Regions from separate parts of the Anas platyrhynchos genome. Here region 1 is linked to region 2. A link is a contact called in public Hi-C data. All regions are on one chromosome and are shown on one strand. The core of a region is the stretch at or near the end of the contact, and the rest is flanking DNA. Distances in the headings are between cores, read along the strand shown.

The links. Hi-C and Micro-C count contacts between places; a contact is called where the count stands out from the background.
Region 1: a contact with region 2 is called in a Hi-C map of liver, with 6 times the contacts expected there. The contact joins the enhancer-like site here to the promoter of ALOX5 in region 2. A contact is called at or near these places in 3 of 8 Hi-C or Micro-C datasets (liver, skeletal muscle and subcutaneous adipose tissue).

Annotation. Positions count from the first base shown.
Region 1 is chr6:21,598,732-21,605,202 of IASCAAS_PekinDuck_T2T, reverse strand. ZFAND4 (zinc finger AN1-type containing 4) reads left to right here. Exons shown (of 10, transcript XM_072039553.1): 10 at 1,684-2,589. The coding sequence ends at 1,819. Among named protein-coding and RNA genes, the nearest start is that of MARCHF8, 11 kb to the right of the region's middle. Within about 2 kb of position 4,877, at least 2 of the 8 cell types and tissues checked have an H3K27ac peak or open chromatin away from gene starts, as enhancers often do.
Region 2 is chr6:21,484,791-21,490,532 of IASCAAS_PekinDuck_T2T, reverse strand. It overlaps ALOX5 (arachidonate 5-lipoxygenase), which reads left to right and starts at 1,330. Exons shown (of 14, transcript XM_005025227.6): 1 at 1,330-1,576. The coding sequence starts at 1,427.

The DNA.
Region 1 (6,471 bases), core at 3,628-6,127, 110 kb before region 2:
AGGAAATCAAAAGAGAATTTACAAAAGAAGTTGATAGAATTGTTTGCAATTCTCAGTTCAGCAAAAACTGCAAGAAATAAAGCTCAGGAATGTTGTACTTGTTCTGCTGTTGAGGTGTACATTCTTCAAGGAAAATCAAGAAATGCAAGTTATCAGGAAATAATGAAAATTATGAACATGTCATGGTTCTTTTTTTTGGTGATCATATAATACAGAAGACTGGTGAGGGGAGAACTTCCTACAGACTTATGTTCTTCAAAAAGTTTATCAACAATAATTATTAACAACTTGAGGAAAAACTTTTTTTTAACAATTTAACAAAATCTACCTCTGATTTGACCCTACTGTAACACATCTGCACAGTTTGCCTCTTACAAATTTCTATTTTACAACTTGAAAATTGATTGTGTTCAAATTCTTGTGAAAATTCAGTAAGCACCTCAAAAGCAGAATATGAGAGTGCTGCTCCCCCAAGTCATGGTTTGTAGACAACGTGATGAGATTTGGAATTGTGATGGTGACCTTCAGGGTGAGGAAGTACCTTCTTACAGACTCTTCAGTTTTTATTTTTGAAACAGTTTTGGACAGTATAAAACTTTCTACTGAGCAAATAGATATAAGCTCTTCTAGAAATAACTAAGCAGCTTGCTTAAGGTTAAAAATGAAGTACATCTCCAGCCATGTGACCTCTTACTAGAATGGAACATCAACCAAATGGAGAATACAGTCATATGAGAGAACTGGTGATTACAGGACCAAGAACCAAAGAAAAATAAATTTGTTACCACGCACACAAGCCTCAGGAACAGATGCGAAGTTTATTGTGAACGCAGACAGATAGAGAAGTACAGTCTAATAGTGTGTTATGTTAAGGTGGATAAGTAATGTTCAGTCTGTTTAAAGAGCATTCTGATTTTGGATGATGTCATTGCTTTACTGTCAAGAAGTAATATAGTCAAGTACGTCAGGCGACAGGACACTAATATTGATTTCCAAGCTCGGATTAGGTACAGCATATATAGTATCATTTTTCCTGTTAAGAGTCTTCGCTGGTGAGCTGTCAAAGCAAAATTATCATATTAAGTCATTCAATTTGCAACTGATTCTGGAATGATGCATGCTTAGCCGATCATATAGAAAGCTATGTTCCCTATAGTTAGTCCATCTGTCATCTTTACAGCTGACTAAATTGGTAATTACTAATCTGAGCTTATGCCAGGCAGAAATCATGGTGAACTAAACATCTATTTTGGTGGTCTCAGTGATGTGGTGTTTTTTAATTGAAATGCATTGCGGCTTTCACCTAATGCAATTATGTTAGTTCCACGTTTTTGTCCTCCTAAGTCTACCTACTGATGTTGTGTGAGGTCCTTAAAAAGAAAAGAAGGAAAATAAATGAGAGCCCATCATTCTTAATTTATGTGTTTGTGATCCTTGCTAGTTGATTCCTGGTATACTGCTATGGCTTAATTTACAAGCTGAAGAGATTGTTGGGTTAAAACTGCAGCATTCAGTGACGACAATGTCATTTTGATTACCAGTTAATGTTAGCAGTCAAGGATGATTGGAATCTAAGCAGTTATGACAAAGAAACAAGACATGGTTAAGGCAAAGGGTTCCCAGAATGTCAGAGAGTTAAAAGCTTCTAAAAGCTTGTAACTTCTAATATTCTTGATTCTTCAGATGTGGAAACAACTTCTGTGCAACTCACCGCTATGCAGAGGCTCACACCTGCACCTACGACTATAAGAGTGCAGGGAGAAGGTATTTGCAAGAGACCAATCCCGTCGTTAGTGCACCAAAGCTTCCCAAAATCTAACATGGTTGTGCTGCATGTGGCCGTTCTGCCATTGAAGAATTATTACATTGAGAGAAGCACTTGCTTAAACTGCATAATTTTGCCATGCTCGATATCTAAAGATTTGCCAAGTAACAAAAGCACATGAGGATGCATCCTATTGAAGAATAATGTGAACACTACTGCAGTTAAAACTTTTCCTCTTTGGTGAATGAAAAGTTAAAGATAGTTTTTAAAAACTTACACTATGAATTAACTGTTACTGCACGTCTTGTGTTGTGTTTTATATTTGGAAAAGCTATTTCACTAGACAAGTCTTTAAAAGATGCACTTTACTAACTTCATTTACTGTATAACCAGACTTGAGGGGGTGTTGTAATGAGGGTGTCATGTAATGTCTTCTGTACTCCTGCGTTTTTTGTCCATTGCGTGGTATCTAAGTTATTTCACTAGAAAGATCCTCCTCCCTCCCCTTTCTTCAAAGAGCCTGTTTTGAGATATCTGAGGTGGTAGTGTATTCTGCCCCCTATTCCATTCAGATTGGTATTCATACACTGTGTATCCATTCTGAAAATAACATATCATGTTAATCACGTTTTCTTAAAATAATACTGTTTATATGACAGATTTGTTTTTAAATAGAAAATCTTCCCCTTTGTTGACATTAAATATAAGGAACAACTTATTTTAACTTTTTTTGTAATCCTAGATTTTTTTAAGATTTCACAGCCTGGTTTGTTAAGATGTCGAATGCTGTTACTGGAAGAAATTCTAATAAATATTAAATTTTATTCTGGTTTATGATCTTATAGATGCACAAAATAAGTCTTCCTATTTCAAAACACATGCCTAAATTAAAAGTTGGGCTTTGTTTTGGGGCTGGGGAGAAGGGGATATTTTTACATCTGTATTTTTCAGAAGCACCAGCTCATCTCTGTTCCCACTGAAGTTGGTCAAAAATTCCCACCTACTTCATTAGAAACAATGTGACCAACATTGTGTGCTTTAAATAAATTAAATAAACCTCCTGGATGTGGTAGCAAAGGAAAAACGGGTGTTCAACAAATGGCATATTTTAATCTTGAGAATTTATCACCTCCTGCTGATACTGTACAAAAGGCAGTTCAGTACTTACTTGCATGAGGCACCTCTAATGAGCATTTAGCCACTTTAGCAAGTGGTGTTTAGAGCCATACCTGCTGAAAGCCCAACCTAAAGCTTGTCCTCTTTCATTCACTTTACATGTCTGGAGTCTTTATAAGCTTACGTTGCCCAAGGTGTTATAGTATGAACACACATGTACCTCCACGTCGTATCTAGACACTTAAATGTCACGGTCCCTTTCTTAAAAGTTTCCTCAGCAATTTGGTTGTTTGGGGTTTTAAAATGGTCTATGCTGCTTTATAGTCGAACAGCAGCTGATCCGATGAGCACAGCTGTTAAAAGTTTGGCCAATAAAGAAAAGTAGATTGAAAGAGAAGTAACTGGAAGAATTCTCATCCTTGGAGAAATTCCTTTACATGTTCTCCACCTGTAACTTCTTCCTTTGGAATTTTCAGTAAGTGAGGTCCTTGGAACACAATTTTCAAATTCATTCTTCTGAACAGTTACAAGGTAAAATGGTCATTCTGTGTGTGATCCCTGGGTTTCTTTTTTCTTACTAGAAAAAGCTGCACTGAGTGCGGAGAACTGCATATAGTTTTTCTTCTTTCCAACGCAGGATAATACTTCATGCTGGAGGAAAAGAATAGGAAACTGGGCAAATGTATTGTTTTCCTAGCAATTTGTTACTTGTGGCTCAGCATCTTTAAGACAGCAGTATTGTTCTCTTGTAGATAAAGTACAAATTCTGGTAGGAAGTAGAATTAAAATAATGTAGGCTGTTATCACTTAAACTTAATCTGATATTGTTCAAGTATAATGGCAGGATATTTTTTTTTCTGCAGTGTATTAGAATGGCCACACTCAAATTTTTACAAAGAGTGTACAATTAAGATTTGTATCAGAAAGTATGAATAAAGTCTTGGTTGTGACTCTTTCTGCATATGCATAATGACATTCTGAAATGCGTAACCGTACTTTTCAGAAAATATAGTGTAGTAATAATGTGTAAATACTGTGTTTGTAGCCTCTTATCAGGTATAATTAAAATGGGGTACAATAGAAATGATAAAGGCTTTTCTTGAGCCTGCTCAACAATACTATGTTATAGGCAGTCCTTATTTCCAACCAGTAGAACAGCCCTAAGAGCACTAACATTTGTAATTAATGTTTTAGTTGCTAATCTATGATGTCAGGTTTTACCAAATCCTGTACTGAACTGTGCTATGGATTAATTACTGTTTACTGTGTAAACTTGCCTAAATGGTTTGGTTTTCTGAACATTAGTCAGTGCTCCGAGGTGCTGTGCATCTGCTGTAGACAACCATTTGGTTTCTGTGTACTTGTTCATGTAACTAGATTGTATCATAAGGCTTTTATACAGCGGGAGTTTGATAATGACTTTGTGTGCTCCTCTACTTTCCTTTTGTATTGTTTTTTCTTTTAATGTGAGGACCTTTAAGGCATAACCAGGCTTGTCTCTTGTTGAATGACTTTCGAGATTCTTGTGTCGAATTACTAGGTTCTACAGAGGTGTCAGAAGTGCTTTTGGATGAAAGATTTCCTTTCTCTGAAATCTCCTGTGGTGATAAAACTCTGCCTGCTTGCAATTCCCATCTCTACTCAGCTGGCATTCCCTTGAGATGTAATTGCACTGATGCCTTGCACTAACAAACTTGTCATAGACAAGGCTGGAATTGTTAATGCTTTTCATTATCCAAATGAAGTCTTTCTAGCACTTTTACACATGAGGAATTCGAATTCTTTTCAAGCACTTTCAACTTCTGTAGTGGGGCACTGTCTCCTGGGTATAAACTGTGGGTTTGGAGTAGCTTCTACCTCCAGGAATTTGCTTTCATCTACAGCCTTTGTGTTGGTCAGGTTTTTCTTTTTTATGTAACTCAGATTCATCTTGAAATGCATTTCTTGTTTTCTCTGGCATTTATGTTAGTGCTGAGTCACAGTTACTCATGTGAGAACGTTCTTGTGACTAAGACAGACATTTGCAGCTATGGAATAGTTGTGTGAGCTTCCGCTGCTTCTGAATGCTGTAGTTCTTAACCTGATTTTAGTTTGGGGTGAGCTTGCAATGTTTGCAGTGGATGGAGTGTTGGAGAGAAAGCAATGAAAAAAAGCAATTTCCTTTGTGTGGTTGTTGTCCTGTTTAAGATTATTGCCTATTAAAGTCACAAGATGTGCTCAATAGAAAGATGAACTCTAGGATTTTCCTTGTGAAGCAAATGTGTTTAGAGCCATTGTGATTTTTTTGGTAGTAATGTTTGGTTTTTAATACACAGAACTGTAATTTTTTCATGTTCTCAGATGAAGTTTCCCAAAACAGTCTCCTGTTTAGCTGTTTTCAATTCCTGTTTTATATTTTATGTTCCTAAGGTTACTTGAGAATACCATTGAGTATTACAAGCATATCTGTACATGAGTGAAGGGAGGGATATTCCTTTTTGCAGTATTAGTTTCAATTCCGCTTTTCCCTACACGCTGAGCAAATACAGAATGAACAATGTTGCATGCAAAACTTTACTGCTAGTCAGAAATGCTTTTCCACCCGTTAATCCAAAAAATAACAATTGCTTGAAAAGATAACAAGGGTTGTGTTTCTACTAAGGAATGTCATGCAAAGCCCCTAGGTGTCAGAGGAGATGCCAGTTTGAGCAGGTTCAGAATAAACTATTCAAACATACCTTCAGAATTGGACAGAACCAGGTATTTCTAATAATGCTTAGGTGTTTGCTATTTTGACCTATTTTATGTTCATAGCCTATCTTTATTTCCTCATCAGTGAAGCTTAGATTCTTTTATTTGTCAGGTGACCTTCTTGGGCCAAGTATTTTAGCAAGCTGTTTTTTTATCTTCCTCTCCTTGCTCTGTTTACAGTAGGGTGGATGCTTGCCTTATTTTTTCCTCTTGAGGGAAGTCCACCACTCCCTTTTTGTCAGTTTACAGCCGTGGGTTAAAGAAGCAGGTCCTCTACTGTAGTTGTTAGCTTTGGGGACCTCCTGAGATCTTGTAGGGTTATTCCTGATGAATCTTTCCATCCAATAAGAGTTCCACTAAGAAAGTTGTGCAGTTAAAGAACAAGCTACACTTAAAGCCTTTCCAGTCTTTAAAGATTGACATGCCAGATTTTATGTGTATTTCTCTCAAAAGAGAAATAGCCATGTAATCCCACATGTGGATCAAAAAAAGAATGCACCATTTAAGAAACCTACAGAATCCAATGTGCATAATCCTGTACCAATACGTGAAACTCTGTGGCTTAGGTAGGTTCTGTCTATTCCAGCCATTCCTTCTCTCAGCCATGATACTCTTGGTGACATGGAAGTTTTGTGTTTTCAGCTCTTCTGTATTTCAAACATCATCTCAATCTTTTAAATTATAGCAAGTCCATAAATAAGCCAGTATGTTTGGGTTTCTTTATCACTCTTGTCAATGCAGCCTTGTATATTTTTTTCCTCTATTTTTAGGGCTATCTTGTGCATCTGTTATGGAAAATAGTTTGTCATTGCTTCAAGCTTCCCATTTAACAGTTCTTTAGCCAAGAAAACATATGCTTG
Region 2 (5,742 bases), core at 81-2,580:
CTGGGATTCTGCAGCTACCTTGGGTGTGCAATGTGACCATTGCCAGTCTTGCACTTCTGGGTGCTATTTAAAAGCAGCAGCAGACTAGAGACTCATGCTGAGCAATTCCATATAGCCAAAGAAGGCACAGTGATTTTTTTTTTTTTTGTGCCTACATGTAAATACATACTCTCAGTGTGGAAGAGCCTTGATATCTGATGGTGTCACAGTATAGCAAGTGGCTGAGTCTCTGTACAGAAGAGATGTAGGAGACCTCCAACTCGTTTGGAGCTTAGCCCACTGCTGTCACACTTCCCAGACGGAAGAACAGGGCATTGCAGGCTGTCCACAGTGCTGTGTGGCCACCACTGACTACAGTGGGTAAGCAAGCAAGCAAGCCACAACCCACATGGATAATTCCAATTTTAGAAGCTGAAGCAGAGCCTCAGTCAGTGTATCTGCAGTGGTGCCCAGCAGCCCAAGTTGCTGCAGCTCACTGTTCGTGCTGGAGGGGGCACGAGGCACTTTGCAGCCAGATTTGCCAGACCAGAAGCAAGCAGAGCCAGTGCTAACTTCAAGCTGCTGATGTCTGTCACTTCTGTCATCTGTATGTGATGGCTGGGGACTGATAATGAGTGCCTCAGGCTGTGAGGAGTGGGTTAATGTGTGTGAGCACAGCAGCTGGGGTGCCAGTGTACCATGAGCAAAGCTGATTTTAATTTATCACTTCTCAGATGATTTTAATTGTTCTTGCTCTGGGTGCCTGCCACAGAAATTCACAGCAGCACAGAAACCTGGCTGGCAGCGATGAAGCAAGGTGCTTGGTCTGACTGCAGAGCAACGGAGGCAGGACACTGGGATTTGCAGAAGCCCAGCCTGGCTCCTTTCAGCACGGCATCAGGCGGCTGGGTTACAGCGTGTGGTTTTGGGTGAAAATAAAGGAGAATAGCATCGGAGGTTTTGGTGCCTAAGGGCCAAGCGTACAGCATCACACAGCTCTTCACTTGTCCAAATGCTAGCATCTTAATTGTAGCAGAGACTCGGTGCTTGTAGGCAGGATGTGGACTGTGAAACTATGGGATTTTTACTGTGGAAATGGTGTGGGGTGTGTGTACATACAGCGCTGATAGGCAGCTGTGCCGGGACAGGAGGGATTTTGACAAGAGGAGAGGAATTCCTTGCACAACGTGTGGGGTGCCTGGAGCCGACAGCCGGGTGCCCCGCGGGGACCTGCGGCTCTCGGGTGCGCACAGCGAGGGCGCAGCGCGGCTGTACCCGGAGCGGCCAGAGGGCGAGGAGCACGTCCCCATGTCCCCCCCCGGGGGCGGCCCGGGGGGGCGGGCAGGGCAGAGCCGGGCCGGGCTGCGGGGAGGAGGCGGCGCTGAGCAGCGGGGAGCGGGCAGGAGGCGGCTGGGCTCGGTTCGGCTCGGCTGGGCTCGGCGGGACCATGCCGTCCTACACCGTCACGGTGGCCACGGGCAGCCAGTGGTTCGCCGGCACGGACGACTACGTGTACCTGAGCCTGGAGGGCACGGCGGGCTGCAGCGAGAGGCACCTCCTGGACAAGCCCTTCTACAACGACTTCGAGCGCGGCGCGGTGAGTGCGCGGCCCGGGGCTGGGTGGTCGGGGGGCTCCGGGGCTTCCCTGTGAACGCTGCTCGTGCGCTGCCTTCTAGCGGGTGGTGCTCCGGGGCGGCAGGCAGGGTTGTGCTGCCTCCGAGGTACCTCCTGGGGGGAGCTTCTGGGGGTAAGCGGGATGCCTGCCAGGAGAAATGGCCCCCCAGCTCCAGGGGAAGCTGGAAAACAGCGAAGAAGTGAGCCGGGCTGGGGCTGGGCAGGTGGCTGGGTCACTCTTGCTGCCCTTGGCTACTGCAGCGTGTGCGTCCTGTCCTCTCTGGGGTCTTGGCACCTTGTCACGGCATCACAGCTATCCGTCTGCAATCTCATATGCTTTAATTTATCCTCACCGTTTTAAGTGGCTTTGAAAGTTTTAGCATAACTCACTTTGGAAATGAGACCTACAGCTGCGTGTACAAGTGAGACTTCACTGTCACGGTGCTGCCTTGCATTGAGGCTTATTTCTACCTATGAGGTTCACAGCCTAAGTCAGCTATCCAGCCTCTTCTGCGTTAGACACCTCAGATATGGTTAACAGAAGTCAGCATTTTGAGGAAGGGTTGATGGTGTATGTAGATACGGTCCACGAATGTTTTTAGTGAAAAGTGCTGAGGTAAGTGGTCTAGAAGGTTCGGAGGTGTGGGCGCTTACCAGCTGCTGCTGTTGAAATTATTTTCCTTCATGATTAAACATTCATTTGCATAGAGATTTTGTTATCCTAATCTCCCAGATGGGTATCCTCTTATTCTTCTTCCTTTATCCAGTGAATAGTCACATACTTAACAAAGTAAGTAATGTTAACCAAAGCTTAGCATTAGCGAGAGAGGTTGAAGAAGACTTCAGAGTATCCTGCAGACTCAGGGTTAGGGTGCTTGCCCAGGAGTGCGCCCTTCCTGGCTAAGGAGATGAGCACTGAGTGATTCCTGCGACCAGGCAGTCTGCTCTTATTCCTAGGCTCCAAAAGAGGGCTTCAGGATCGTTGAGAGGTGGCTGGCAGTACTTTGAACATCTAGGGAGACTGGATCCTGTCACAGGGAGCAAATGCCATGATGTGAGCATCAAGTGTAGGTGCAGCAGCTGTCCGGGAACTGCTGTGGGAACAGGTCCAGCAGGGACAGATGTGTGAGCATTGGGCTCTGCAGGGCGAGGGGGCGAGGAGCAGAGGCTGGTGGAGCTTGGTAGCTCTAGAGCAGATCTGTGCACCTAGAAAAAGCCTTTATGTTCACCTCAGGATTGTAGCTTTTAGGTAGATTTGAAAGGATTTGTCTGTGTAAAAGTGTTTAGCTAGCATTTTAGACAAAATATTTTGTTAGCTAAGTAAGTTTTCTGTGACAGGGTCCATCTTTTGTTTTTCTGAACTTGTTTCCAACTGCAAAGGTCCTTGACAAAAACCTTTACTTTTCCTAGTACCCAAATTAATTATTTCCGTTCATTGTTATTTGTTTGTCTGATATGAGAACTATGCAGTCTTTTCTTAATGTGGTCTGTAGTATTCCTGGTTTATGGGATGTTTGCAGTATGATGTGCTAAGTTTAGTTGCTGCAGGCATTTTCTTGGACAGCGCTGTGGATTTCTCCAGGCACCTGTTCAGGTAATGGTATGCCCAAAACACTGTAAGTCTTACTAATATATTGTGCAAAGAAAGAAGAAAAGAAAAAATACAAATACACAACAACAACAACAGAAAACCCATCCTCCCTCCCCCTCCCCCCCCCCAAAAAAAAAAAAAAAGAAAAACACACAGAAGGTAAAAAGAGTTTCGGGTTGGTTGGTTTGTAAAATGCAGCAATTGAAACCAGTTCTGTCTTGGTGTGTCACTAATATCCCTATAACTTTCTTTTTCTGTCAAGCAATTTAAATGTGATCGCACAAAAAAGAAGGGGGGAGGCATTTTTCCTGTGGATAACAACAGTTCTACAGTACTATCTTGTAAGGCTTTGTCCACTTTACGGTTTCATTGCTAAATGTTGGGCCAGTCTCAGTAGTTCTGGTAATGGCTTCATTTAAATTAATGCAAATTGTGACTTTTACTAGATACAGTGGATGAGGGGCTCCAACCACTCCTGAATGGAAGATTTGTGTGCCAAACGTTGGTAGAGGGAGAGGGGTGAGGAGAAAACTGAGGGGGCTTGCACAAAGGCAGCTCAGTTTTAGTTTTAGTCTGACTTATTCCAAGTGCTGGACGTGGGCAATTTAGAAAGCCATAGCTGCGCTTCTTCACTCACTGTTTTTTGAGTAAGTTCCTGTTGGTGCAGAGCAATTTCAGCATGAGTGTCATCGTGTCCCTCAGTTCTGTTTTCTTCCTGTTACCCCTTCATCTGCTTTTTGCTGAAACTCACTCACAACTATTTCCAGAAGGGAAGTACAGCTCTGTCTGCTTTGAGCTTCGTGCTTACAGAAGGGGTGCTGCTCTGTCATCCCTGCTGCAGTATTAGGCTGGTCAGCAGGAGGCTCCCCTTAATCAGAAAGAGATGAGGTTTTACAGAGAGTAAATAGCTGGACAGGATGCTACAGGAGTTTGGAGAGTCCAGCAGCTGTCACGAATTCTGTTCTTTCACTCTGAAGCCGGCTGTATAAAAGCTCCTGTCACCTCTGGCTCACTGTGCAGACATCAAGGGCACCATGTGTGTACCAAGAGACCTCATGCAATGGATACAATAAGAGCCTTGAACAACTAACCTTCAGCATTTTTCAGGACCTTGCACCATCTCTATCACCTGATGTACTGTTACTGCATTAGCAAAATTGCATTAGTTTAATCTCAGTTATTCCTTAGTCTCCCTGGCTTACAGGTAGAGAAAGCTGAGTGAAGAGGGAATCCTTGCTTCCAGAATTACCATTGACATGGAACCATGATGGTCATAAAATGGCTAAAAACCCTTGGGAACATTTAGGCTAATTGAATGTCCTTTTTGCATTACACTGACAATGACTTAGACAACTATTTTAGGGCTCTTGTAATATTCTCAAAGAGATTTTTACCAGAGGAACGGGTTTGTTCCCATTCCAAAGGCTTGGCTATCAAATTGACATTTCTATCAACAGATTGAGTCTAGTTCACATTGCTGTTTAATTTTAATCCTAGATGTATTTATGTAAGTGTGAAATTACAGGAACTATAGACATAAATATATGAGGATTCTTTTTTAATGGAGGTTAGCTAAACATTTAGAGAAGAGCAATTTTAAAAAGAGTTGTCAGGCCTTGAGCAACAAGGATTTGGGGAAACGGTTTCAGACTTTCTGTGCCATACTAAACACTTGACAGAAAGTGGTTTTCGTGAGGACTTGAACTAAAAATAGTGCAGTATGTTTCCCCTGTCCAGACACTGTCTTTGTTCAGACTGTGTTTCTTCTGTACATGACTAACTCTGGAACTGGAAATTAGTGAAAAGTTGGAGGAAAAAAAAATCCCAAATAGCAAAATACAAAGCAATTCTGATCCAGATGTAGTTTACTATTGCTCTATAGGTTATTGCATTAGTCTTGATGTGTTTAAAATTCCTTTTGCAGTAATGAACACAAGCTATTTGCGTAGCTTTGTGGTTTCATTGGGTCTGTGTCTCTGAAAGGTGGTTACTTCGAGCTCTGGACTGCCAAATGCAACAGGATTGTGTTGAAATTGAAAGGAGAATTAATTTTGTGTTGTAATTGTGTAAAGAGGTGCATGAGCAGGAAGCGACCAAGTTTGAGATAAATGGTATGATAGCCTGAGACTAGCGGCTCTTTTGCAAGGTGCTGTCTGGTCTTAGAAAAGGCACACGGAATTGCAGAAACACTGACTCAACGCGAAACCTGAGCCTGGTGAAAATTTTGTTGTTACAAGCTTATGGTCACTCCTCTTATTGAGAAAATGAGAAGTTGCAGGGAAATGAACCTGAATTAGAAACAGTTCGAGTACTACATTCTGGAAAGAAAATTTGAAGAATGGGAAATAATCTGAGCCTATTACCTATGTTTTCTAGGCATCATCCAGAATTGCTTGTGTCGATCAACAAGTGAAGCTGAGAATGTTGGACAAGGGGGGATAGGCAAAGATCAGGGTGATATTTGCAACCCGCATTTGTGGGAGGAAGGCATCTCCATCCATTTAGCCCAGGAGCACAGGTCCTGCAGTCACAGATCACCATAGCGGTGGTTTAAGTCA